Regions from separate parts of the Zea mays genome. Here all the other regions are linked to region 1. The links are chromatin contacts, called in public Hi-C maps. All regions are on one chromosome and are shown on one strand. Each heading gives the region's core, a stretch centred on a gene start, on an enhancer-like site or on the middle of the called end of the contact. The rest is flanking DNA. Distances are from core to core; before and after follow the strand shown.

Evidence for each region. Hi-C and Micro-C count contacts between places; a contact is called where the count stands out from the background.
Region 2: a contact with region 1 is called in a Hi-C map of ear, with 2.1 times the contacts expected there. The contact joins the promoter of LOC103637686 here to the promoter of LOC103637683 in region 1. A contact is called at or near these places in 2 of 25 Hi-C or Micro-C datasets (ear and tassel).
Region 3: a contact with region 1 is called in a Hi-C map of tassel, with 7 times the contacts expected there. The contact joins the promoter of LOC103637681 here to the promoter of LOC103637683 in region 1. A contact is called at or near these places in 8 of 25 Hi-C or Micro-C datasets (bundle sheath, ear, leaf and 3 more).
Region 4: a Hi-C map of ear shows a contact between it and region 1, with 4 times the contacts expected there. The contact joins the promoter of LOC100381745 here to the promoter of LOC103637683 in region 1. A contact is called at or near these places in 7 of 25 Hi-C or Micro-C datasets (bundle sheath, ear, leaf and 1 more).

Annotation. Positions count from the first base shown.
Region 1 is chr1:98,008,855-98,011,562 of Zm-B73-REFERENCE-NAM-5.0, forward strand. It overlaps LOC103637683 (VAN3-binding protein), which reads left to right and starts at 1,253. Exons shown (of 9, transcript XM_020546436.3): 1 at 1,253-1,361.
Region 2 is chr1:98,427,093-98,430,033 of Zm-B73-REFERENCE-NAM-5.0, forward strand. LOC103637686 (probable methyltransferase PMT2) reads left to right here and starts at 1,539. Exons shown (of 7, transcript XM_008660316.4): 1 at 1,539-1,934.
Region 3 is chr1:97,719,005-97,721,912 of Zm-B73-REFERENCE-NAM-5.0, forward strand. LOC103637681 (dynamin-related protein 1E) reads right to left here and starts at 1,317. Exons shown (of 15, transcript XM_008660291.2): 1 at 955-1,317; 2 at 796-859; 3 at 594-701. The coding sequence starts at 1,101.
Region 4 is chr1:97,700,233-97,703,074 of Zm-B73-REFERENCE-NAM-5.0, forward strand. It overlaps LOC100381745, which reads right to left and starts at 1,573. Exons shown (of 1, transcript NM_001174550.1): 1 at 187-1,573. The coding sequence starts at 1,327. The coding sequence ends at 431.

The DNA of each region.
Region 1 (2,708 bases), core at 3-2,502:
TCAGCATCCACATGGATAGGGAGTATGGTGGTTTTATGGTAGTTGATAGTGAGCCCGGTTGCCAAGGCAAAGTCATTGAGAGCAATCTTTATGCCGGTGAGGGCTCCCACATATGCCTAATAAAAAATAAGTGTGTGTTCCATGTACTGAAGAATGGGACAGGGAGCACCATCCGACATCTAGTCGCACCAACGACGAGAGAAGCCCCGGTGGAGAAGGATTTTGATAAGGCTCCCCCAATTAACCGAATCAAAGGCTTTATGCAAATCAACTTTAAAGATGGCAGAGAGGATTTTGCTACCATAATAGTAACATAGAATATCCATGGCATATGCATAATTCTTGGCTATGTTCCTTTTTTCACAAAGCCAGTCTGATCACCCCGAACAAGATCCGGAATATGCTCATGTAACCTTCGAGTGAGGACTTTAGAGATGGCTTTGGCTGGGCAGTTTTGGAGGCTAGTAGTGCGAAAATCAACATGAGTCCTAGCTGTCCCTTCCAGAACATATCTTTTTTTTCTTTAATATGTACGAGCGAGGACATCTTTAGGTAGTGTTTGGTTCGGTGTTAATAAGGGATGAGACGGGATCAACCCTAGGCTGACTTCATTCCTTATTTTTTGAGGAATGACCTCATACACCATTTTTGAAGAATATTTCTTAACCTGACTCTAGACCTCCAAACAAAACGCGGGTTAAATTAGAATGATCTCATCCCATCGTTTTTCGTCCTTCCTCGTCCTTCCATCCAAACATTAATGACTTGACAAAAAGTCCATTAGGGGACAAAAAGGGAGTGCGTTTCCTGAGCGAAGTTAATAAGATGGGTGACAATTTTGCAGTCCTGCTCCCGCCGACGAATGGAATCGGTCGTCCTACTCCATTTCCGTCAATAAGATGGGACCGGTAGCCGGTGTCGTCCATGTCCATGCCTGCGCGTCGGAAACAGAGCGCGTCCCGTGCCCATTCCAGTACTCTCGACTCTCGTGCGCACCTCGTATGCAGTATGAGCGTTACCAAGGCACACCGGTGGACAGCACAAAAGGGGTTGGGCTTTTTTTTTTGTAGCCCACGGTCTTGATGCAGGTCCAGGAAGACAGCACACAGGTCAGCCAGCCATTGGTTGGGCGTGTGGGCCGGCCGGGCCCCCTGTTACGTTTCTGAATCTCTCTGAAAACGGCCACATGATTTCGCGCCCTGAAACCCGCGATTACGGCAACGACTAAATAGAAACTGAAAGTGTACTGTATACCCTACACAAGCGTAAGCGTAACCCGCGTTCGTCTTCGTCGACCCCAGTCCCAACAGAGGTTCTCCCCACTGCCCAAACGGAGAAGATCAGAAGAAGAAGGGGAAAAGGTCAGTCAGTACGTCTACCCCTCCTCCGCCCCGTTGTTTGATTCCTTCCTCACGCCGCCTCCGTTCCTTTCCTAGTCCGTCCATGATAGGCCAGGCCTAAAGTACTATGGATGACCAGGAGAAGCAAGTCGATCTCGCGTCGATAGGGGCGCGGGAGCATGTGGTCTCGCCCTGATCGCTGGATCGCTTGTCGCCAGGTCCATCTCCATCCAGTCAGCTCCTGCAGTTAAGCATCAGCCCCTCGGTTTCGAAAGTCGTCTAGCTTCCGGGTCGCAACTGATCGAGGGTACCAGGTCGCAACTGATCATTGGTCCCGCCCGCCGCACACACGTCAGTTCTATACCACAAGTAGCAATGGAGCTTCGAAGTCGGAGCCTCTTTAGAGGGAGCCAGCCCAGATCTGTGCATTCTGTTTCCCACTTGGGGCTGATGGGTATATTCGGAGTGACCTGGAGATTACTACTAATACTACTACTAGTTAATTGCTTCCTGCCAAAGCTACCGCCCTTCCTTCTCACCTTTCGGCCGCTACACACTCATCTACAATCACTGCTAATCCATGCATGCATCACAGTAATTAATCATCATCCCTGCCTCTGCCTCTGCCTTGTAAAAAAAACTAGACTCACTGTCATAACAATCGTCGTCGTCATCATCATCATCTACATGCATGATCGGCATCTGATCTACTACTTTTTTTGTCTCAGCGCGCTAGCCACGCGAGCGGCGTTGCAGATCTTGTTCACTCATGCTCTATAAGTGGCAATCATAAACCGCGCCAAATCGGCCATTAGCAGGACCATCTCCCCTTGCTCCTCCACATTAGTACACATTACTCTACTTCTCACTGGTTAATTAGGTTGGTTTCGGCAAGGTCCATTCCGAAACAAGCAATGTACATGTACTTGCGCGCGGTATATATATCCTTGTTTAGTGGCCTACTTGATCACCAAGAGTTCTCACAGGGGGGAATCCGGGTCAGATAGAGATGGGGGGGGGGGGGGGGGGGGGGGGGGCAACAAAAGTATGAATTCCGAGTATAATGCGTCGTATATAGAAAGATTTTGTGGGGGGCACACTACTTATAATAGTACTGAGTAATCCGTCTAGCCCTTGGTGCATTGTGAACCCCGCATGCTTCAGCTTGTTTGGGTATGTCCTCACAATATAAAGACTCGGAGCGCAGGTGTCACAAGCTCAGTGCGTCCAGAGCTTCCTGCTAAGGTAAGCTCCTCTTCTCTCTCTGGACTGCTTTGCCTTCGATCTGTTCTTATATCTGCTCCTTTGATTCCATTTTTATTTTCTTGTAAAATCAGCTCAACACAACAGTGACTGACCATCGCTAAA
Region 2 (2,941 bases), core at 289-2,788, 420 kb after region 1:
ACATGGTTTGTGTTGGACGTCAGCCACCAAAATCGATTATAGAAAATGATTAGGTCCATTTTCCTTTTACTAGTGCCTCCCAGATCAAGAAACCACCAATCAGGATCCCGGACTCGAGGGACGTGGACCCAGTCTCGTGGCGCGCCAGATTGCTCCGGTGCCCCGGGCAGAGCTGGTTTTTGCCATGTTTTTTCATGGAGCTACGGCTATCGGGCCTTTTGGGGCTATGAAAGGACCCCTATGGTGACCTCCTTCAGAAAACTCCAATCACTCCAAGAGCATACACAACTCCGACATTTTGCGATGACGTAGTTTAATGATTCTAGTGAGATCCAAGTGCTGTTTTGAGCTGTTTTCTTGTGACACTTATGTTTGCGCTCTCGTGTGTATTAGTTATGCATGCATGGTTAAATAGTTAGTTGTTAGTGCATATTTGTGCTATAATTGTTACATGACCGAGAAAGTAGGTTGATATTAGCTCATATATTGGCAATGGAGTTAGTTTGTTGCTGTTGTTATATTACTTAGAAAGCTTCATGAGGTATATAGGTATTTCAAATGCAGTTCTTAGTTGTATTGTTAAATGTTTGTAGGTTTTTATAATTATTTACATTGTTGTAGGTAAAATGCCAGACATAGTGTGGGAGGATGGAGAGAAGATTGGTCAAGATTTGAAATGCAAGTATTGTCATGAAGGGAAAAATGGTGGCAGTGCTACTTGTTTCATGGAGCATTTAGCACATCAAAAGAAGGATGCCATGAATTATCCATTCGTTCCTCTTGAAATAAAGAAATTCTTTACTCGTGAGCTAGACAAGACAAAGGAAAAGAAGAGGCAGAGGATTCAGCAGAGGCAATGTGCAAATGAAGAAGTAAGAACTCATTATGCCGAAGAACAAGATGATGATTATGATGCTGAACTTCAGTCTGCACTACATCAGTCTCGACTCTCGAGAGGAGCATGAGTTCAGTCAAAAAGCTGGTGCATAGTATGATAGGGATGGTGGATCTAGGTCGAGTTAGCGGGCACCGCAAGGATCTGGCCCACTGCCTAAGATGTTTAGAAGGACTCGGTCACAAGTTCTAGAGCAGGTTAAAGATTACAGTCTTGGTGTAAGCTGTGGACCACGTTAACAAAGGATAGACACTGGTCCATGGACGAGTAAGGATACAAGGTCAAGAGAGATTCTTGGTAGGGCTTGGACTAATGCTTGTCATGCCATTGATATTCGTAGTAGATAGGTGGATAACTCTTACTTTATGGCAGCAATTATTGAGAGTAAAAAACAAGGTCAGAAAACATGGAGTTTGACACACTCGTTCTTAATAATTTATCCTAACTATCTCTAGCAGGTTACTCATCTCTATACCTATATTTAAACTCTATTATGTAAATAGTGCAGTCTACATAATAGAATAATAAAAACAGTGTTTTAGATAAACTATAGATAGATTGATAGATTGATGAACATGGTCTAAAAACAAAATGAGACAGCCTGACATGCCTTGTGGCCTTCCTTGTCTTGTCTCGACGCCCCGCTCTGGCGCTCTCCATTCCGTGACGCTGCTGCTGCAGCAGCGCGCGATTAAAAAATAATAAGGTCAAAGCCGCTGCGCCGGCAGGCGGCAGCGACCAACCCCACCAATTTCCGAACCCAACTCAACCCCGAGGCCCGCGCCCTCTCCGCCCGGCGCAGCGGCTGCGAGCTTGAAGCCGTCACCGCCCCCGCCGCCGAGGCGAACTCGAAGCTGCCTCCGCCACGGCGAGCTCGAGCCATTCCTGCGTTGCTGAACCGCCCCCGCCGTCTTCCTTGAAGAGAGAGAGAGAGAGACACACACACAGAGGGAGGGAGGGAGGGAGATTTGCTTCCTCCTCCTGCGCCGCTCCATTTTGAAATCGATCCCGTTCGTTTCGGTTGCCTTCGGCCTCGGCGGTGGGTCCTAGACTCCTAGGTAGCTCGGTTGTTGTTTCTACGATTCACCTCGTTTTTATTACGTTGTTGATTTGGTCCACCGCAGTGGAGTCGTGGAATCAGGACGCCAGGCGCGTTGCGTGAGGTTGGGGATTGTAATGGTTGCCTAGCATAGTTGCTCAGTCCTCAGCTGTAGTTCAGGAGCAACTGTTCCTGCTCCCTTGTTGCCGTTCCACCTGGGATCGTGTTGGGATCGATCACAAACCGAACAATTGTCGGCAATCTGTGCTTATTTACCTCCAATTCTAATTTCATGGACTTAGATTTGCTCAAAGCTTCACACTAATAAACAAATCAGGCAGGGATCTGAAATGGTTAGGCATAGTCACATGATTGAGGTTGATGCACATATCTGAGTGTTAATAAACTTGTTCTCAGGACTGGCACGCTGGCTGGGTAGTTTATCATTTATCTTCACAGAAGGAAGTTTCTCTATTGGAACTTTAGCATACACGGGGGTCAGAATCTCAAATTTCCACCTGATAATATTCCTTCAATACTCAATAGTATATTAGTATGCTAATCTAGTTCACTACTTTATTAATCTAATTTCATCCATTCTGTTGGAACAAGTTTAAAGTCAAAGGGATCATCCCTCACTTGTAAATCAAATCCAGTACTTAGTTCATGTTTCCTTTCAGTATCTCTTAGCTGTGTTTTAGAATTCTAGTTCATTAGTGCTGATGTCCTGTTGAGAAGATAATCGTATGCCATATTTGAAGTGAATAACTAATCACTTTCCTGTGGTAAATTCAGATTCATGAGAAACTCGCATCTCACACTAATATTCTAATTCAGCAATTTGTTATGAGCTCCAGTCTGTTGGAACAATATCAAAGCCAAAGGAATTATCCTTCACCTAAAATTCAGATCTTAGTTAGTCTATACTCTATTTGATTAATCTGTTGTTTATGTTTTCAACATCCAGCTTATTATGTGATACCTTGTTCATAAGATCACCGTGTACT
Region 3 (2,908 bases), core at 67-2,566, 290 kb before region 1:
ATTTCTATGTACTGAAAAATAGCAAATCCACTATGAGGTCAAATGGCAACTGCTTCTTACTAATTTTATGCATTCTACTTACGAATACATGTTGCAAAGCATGATAAAATGCACATGATATTTGAACTAGCAGCACAACATGGGAAACACAAAGATGATCGTGCCATCTACACAAGTCAAATACTTCTTAGACCCCAATGGCAACGGCAGGTGCAACATACCAAATAAGGTAAGAGTGTGTTTGGTTGCAATGACAGGACGGGACGGGATGGGACGATCTCTTAAATAAGGCTGTCCCGCAACCAAAAGCACCCTAAGAGTGTCATCCGCATGGAGCAGAAATTTTGAAGAGACTTAAATAGGAGGCAATACAATTGCACAGTGGCAGAACCGAATTCGTTAATAACTGAATAGTAGTAAGAGACTGCTTCTGCTGGCAGAAATACAATTATTGATTTCAGTGAACGGTGCATCTTGCGACAGTAAACATAGCCAATCAATTATACTATGATTCAGCTTACCAACAAACCAATTTCATAGTAGCTTAGGAGAAGAATAACCCTATATCATTGAAGACATCGAAGGTTTCTTACAGAAATCAGTGAAGCGGCGCTTAGGCATGTGAAGGAACTCGGCATACTCCTGCACCCCGGCCTCTGTCTTGTGCAGCTGCAGGACGAGTGGCCTACGCGTCACGATCCCTTCCAATCCAAACACAAACCAAAAACCATAAAATTTCGAACTGAAAGAAAAAAGATGATTCCGTGAAGAAAGAAGGTAAAAATCTCTTCCTACCTGATCCTCGAGGCAGGAAGTCTCGCCCCACGATGCTCTCGAGCACCGATGATTTCCCCGAACTCTGTACATGGCCGCCCAATTAAGCGCCCTGTAACTAAGCTACGGAACAAAATCCTAGGCGAGCAAGCACCTAGAGGTGACGGAAAGGAGGCAGACCTGACCGCCGACGACGGCGACCGTCGGGAGCGCTTCCCAGAGGGTAGGGAGGGAGGCGGCGGCGTCCCCGCCGCCGTGGTCGCCGAGGACGGTGCAGGCACGCTGGATGCGGTTCACGAGCACGATCACGTTCTCCATGGTCGTCATCTTCGGGGGTGGGGGAGGAGGAAGCTCTGTGCTACTGTTGCAACGGAGGGAGCGGAAGGTTCTAGAAGGAAGCGAAGGAATCGAGGGGGGAGCGCTCCGCTGCCTGGCTGTGTCTGAGGTGTGCGAGCCGAGAAGATAGACTGACAGAGGCGTCGCTGCTGCAATCCGTAACTGCTTCCTTTTTTTCTATTTCTCTTCCGGTTTTGCCCCCGCCCTTTTGCAAGTCGTCGAGCGGGAACTGCTTTTTTGGTGAAATGAAATTAGTGAAGAGCTCTTTTAGTATAGGAAGTGTCTGATTTTTTCTATTGACTAGTTTTTAGTCTCTATATTTTATTTTATTTTAATCACTAAATTATCAAACTAAATTATCAAATATGTAAACTATGCTTGTTCGCTGGAACTTGTTATGGTTTTAATCCAGCTACGGCTTCTATAGTATTTTATCTTTATAAATTTATACAACATTGTTAGCTAGCCGAACAAATGTTAGTTTATGTATTAGTAATTTAAAAAATAAATTAAAATAAAATGTAAGACTAAAAATTAATATATAAAAACAAAATATCCCTTATTTATCTCAGAAAGGATTTCAAGCTGTTTTACTAGAAGTGTACATCACATCTCTTATGTAGGATTCAAGCTAGATTCATTTAGTCATCTCGAGCGAAGTGTGTATAGAATGTATAAAATATTGTTTTATATTATAGTGAATTATTTATAGAGTAGAGTTTGAAATATTAAAAAGGGAACGACCGGTGATAGCCCTACAATTGATGCGATGAAATTTCAACGTTTTTTTTTCTTTGACTTCATACGAGGTGGAGAAAAGTGAGCTAGTAAGGATAGTTTCGGAACGAAAGTTGAGGCGGCGGGCGGATAATGGTAGTGGGGCCTGTCGAGTGGATGGAGAGGGACACGATGGTTGGTTCGAATATTTTCAAAATTTCTCTCGGTGTATGGAACGGATACTGTATAAAGGTCTACAAAATTTAGCTCGACGAGTGGGCTCTAGCTCCTAGTGGCTCGAAGTTTAAGGGCTACTTTAGGAATCTTTCGGGATTTGAGGGGATTAAGATGAAAATAAACTAATTTTCTTTCCAATCCCTTTTAATCCTGAAGGGGATTTGAGTTTCCAAACTAGCCCTAAAACAAATCCGAAATGAACATGTTTTATGGCTCAAGAAAAAAGTGAGCCTAAACAGACTCGTGATTCGATACAACAACAATTTATTATATAAAATCTTATTTTAATTAGCATATAGTGTTGGTACCAAATAGATAATCAATTTATGTTATTTGAAATTAATATATAAAATTAATCTATTTTATGTATTATATTAATATTGTATTTATTTAATTAATTTAAGATATGTTACTTAATTATTTTGAAATTTTATATTATAATTTTACGACAACGTTTATGGCTAAACTCGTTGGTTTGGCGTGACCGAGCTACAGTAAGCCGAGCTAAGCTCGACTCGGCTCGTTTTCACCCCTAATTGTATATGATCGTTATTTTGCACTGTAGATAGATCTAATTAATTATGGTGTTTATAAAGCTTAGTTTGAAATAAGAGATAAGATAAGAGATGTGATAGGAGAGTTGCTAAAGATAGCCTTAGTCGTTGCTAGTCTATCACAATATTCAAAATTGTCATATTATATGAAATTATATAAGATACAATTATCCTAATGTATAATATCATATATTGTTATTTTTATTCCCTACATAATATTAAATATTAGCATATATCTCTACTACTCTATAAGAACGCAATGTAGTCGTCCACATTGGTATACCATGCCC
Region 4 (2,842 bases), core at 323-2,822, 310 kb before region 1:
AAAGTCCAACGGGAGGAGCCCAGCTGATAACTACCACCTGCCTACGGGCTGCGGGAGTGAGTGAATGATGAGCGCGACCAAAAACGCCGCCGGCGCACACACAGATCGACCGGAACAAAATTCAAGTCGCGGGGTCAGAGGCCAGCTAGCGGAGCTCCCCAGATCGCCGTCATTGACACCTTCGCTAATCCAATGTCTTCGTCTAATGTGCTGCTGCTGCTGCTGCAGCTGCCAAACTTGGCTGCCTTCACCATCGAATTTTACTTGCAAATTTGTTTCCGCTCTCGTGGCGGCTAGCTAGGCGCTAAGCGCTACTACTACTACTGTACTAGTAACGAACACCGTCATAGCATCTTCGAAATTACACAAAATAAAGAGATCTTTGGCCCCGGCACGCCGGCGACGACGAGGACCGGTCGGCGAGGCCGCGTCATCGGAGCCGACCCATATCAGCGAGCTTCCGGGAGGCGTTGCGCCCGAACGACGCGAGCCGCCGGTGGCTGTCTCCCAGCGCGGAGGGGTCCGGCGGCTGGCACCGGCGCCGGCCGCCGGCGGAGCTGGGCCGGACGAGCGGGCTCAGGCACACGGCCAGCCCCGAGACTCCGTCCCCGCTGGCGCCCGAGCCCGCGCCGTGCCGCCGCCGGTGCTGCTGTCTGGCGGGCGACGGCGAGGGGAACCACCAGCTGCCGCCGCCGGGGGACTCAGGCTCCTCGTCCTGCGGCGCCGGGAAGGACTCAGGCTCCTCGCCCGGCCTCCGCTTGCGGCGGGTGATCGCCGAGAGCCACGAGGTGGACCGCCGGGGAGGCTCCTTCCTGTTCCTGCCGGCCTCTTCCCGTTCCCGCCCGTGCCGCCGCCGCAGCCTGCCGCCGAAGATCGCTGACAGAAAGGACCGCCGCGGCGCGGCCTGCTTCCTCCTGCTGCCGCCGCCGGTGTCCTCCCCGTCCCCGGGCTCGTCGCCGCGGAACGCGGGCCCGACCTGCGGCGTGCGGAAGAAGAGGAGGCTCGGCTGGTGCTGGTACGCGGACGACGACGACGACGAGGAGGAGGTCGCGTAGTAGGCGCAGGCGTCGGAGCGCCGGCGCTGCACGTACGGCGACACGGAGCGTGGGAACGTCCCGGTTCTTGCCTCGTCGTGGCCGTGCTGGCGGTGGCGCCGCGCGGGCAGGTGTAGGGGCGGGGGCGAGCTGCTGCTGCTCCCGTAGCCCCCGTCGCTGCTGGCCTCGGCGGCGGCCTGGGCGCGCTCGGCGGCCAGCGCGAGGAGGCGGTCGCGGAGGCAGGCCGCGCAGACGCCCACGGCGTTGGCGTAAGGGTGGAGCTTGCACCTCATCTCCCTGCGCTCATCAGGTCGGCCAGCCGCAGGCCCGCAGCAGCAGAGTGTCGAGAGGAAGGAAGGAGCAGAGGCAGATCGCGAGACTGCAGGAGACAGACAGCAGCAGACCGGTTGGTTGGTTGGTTGGGTTTGGATTTTGGCGTGGCCTTTGTATTGTACCAGCGGCGTTGTACCGCAGGGCGGCTCGGGTTTTCCCTGTGCTGTGCGCTGTGGCCTGTACGCGGTCCCCCTGGACTGGAGTGGTTGGGCTGGGCGGGCGATGACGCCGTAATGGCTGGGATTTTATTTCGGGGGAGAGAAGGACGACACGGGATGGGGTGCGTGTGCCCGAGGCTCGGAAGTCGGAAGTCGGAACGAAACGGAGTGATTCATCTAATAATATTAATTATGCACCGTAATTATTAACATTTTTATTATATAAATTTGATTAAAGTTAAGAACGTTTGGCTCGTCAAAAAAACAAACAAACAAAAACGACACTAATTTTAGAACCAAAGGAGTACATAAAAATCAAATAAAGTGACAATAAGCTCACCAAGGAGTTAGTATAAATATATACACCCGATCGTAGCATCTAGGTTCGTAACTGTGTTTCAATGATTAATGACGATGTAAGATTATTGTAACTATTGCGTATTTTGTAGAGACAAATTGAGTTAGCTATATCTATGCTCCTACTGATTGAGATCAATTATCAAGTTTTAAAGGAAGATCGAGGAGGTTAAGAAACACTTAGTTCATGTGTCAAAAAGTTGCTAGATTGCTAGATGTATAGATTAACAATATGATCTTTATTTTTTTTGTTTCGCCGTACTATTAATGAGGCATAGATGGGTAACTTTTCTTAGATAAGTCTAGTGTAAAAGTGGTGATGCACATTTCTAAAAACTAGTGTTGAGTAACCCTATAAGAGCCTATAAGAAGTTTAACAATAAAGTAAACTCAATGTGTCATGTGTGCGACAGACATGTGCACCGAATGCGTGATTGCCTTGTTTAGAACGACCGCTTATACATGGCCTGACCAAGTAGAGCAAATGATGTCATGCTGCTTGAAACATATAACCAAGGTGAGTTTTCGCAACAATCATAGAGAAACCAAGTTCAAGCTAGCGCATATATGCTGGTGCGCTCTTCACCATTAGCCCAAGTGTCGCACGAAGCACAATGACGATGACTTAAGTGATAGGAGCAAAAGATTTTGTCTAAACTTAGATGATGATTATAGCTCCACGTCACAGAAAAAGTGTGGACGCACTGCCCCATTGGTCGCGATAGGGCAAGAGCACACCAGAAGGAAAAGGACCCGAGAACTAGTAGCGAGTCTCCGTCTACATAGAAATAAATATTAAAGAAGCTCTAGAGGATTCTTGAAACTAAATTATTTAAGCAATTTAATAACTTGCTAGATCGTTCCATGGTCAACATGGATGAAGACACGAAAAGGGGGTCTATAGATTGGCCTTAAAAATTGATAAAACAACTTAAATTAGACAAGAGACGGCGGAAAAGA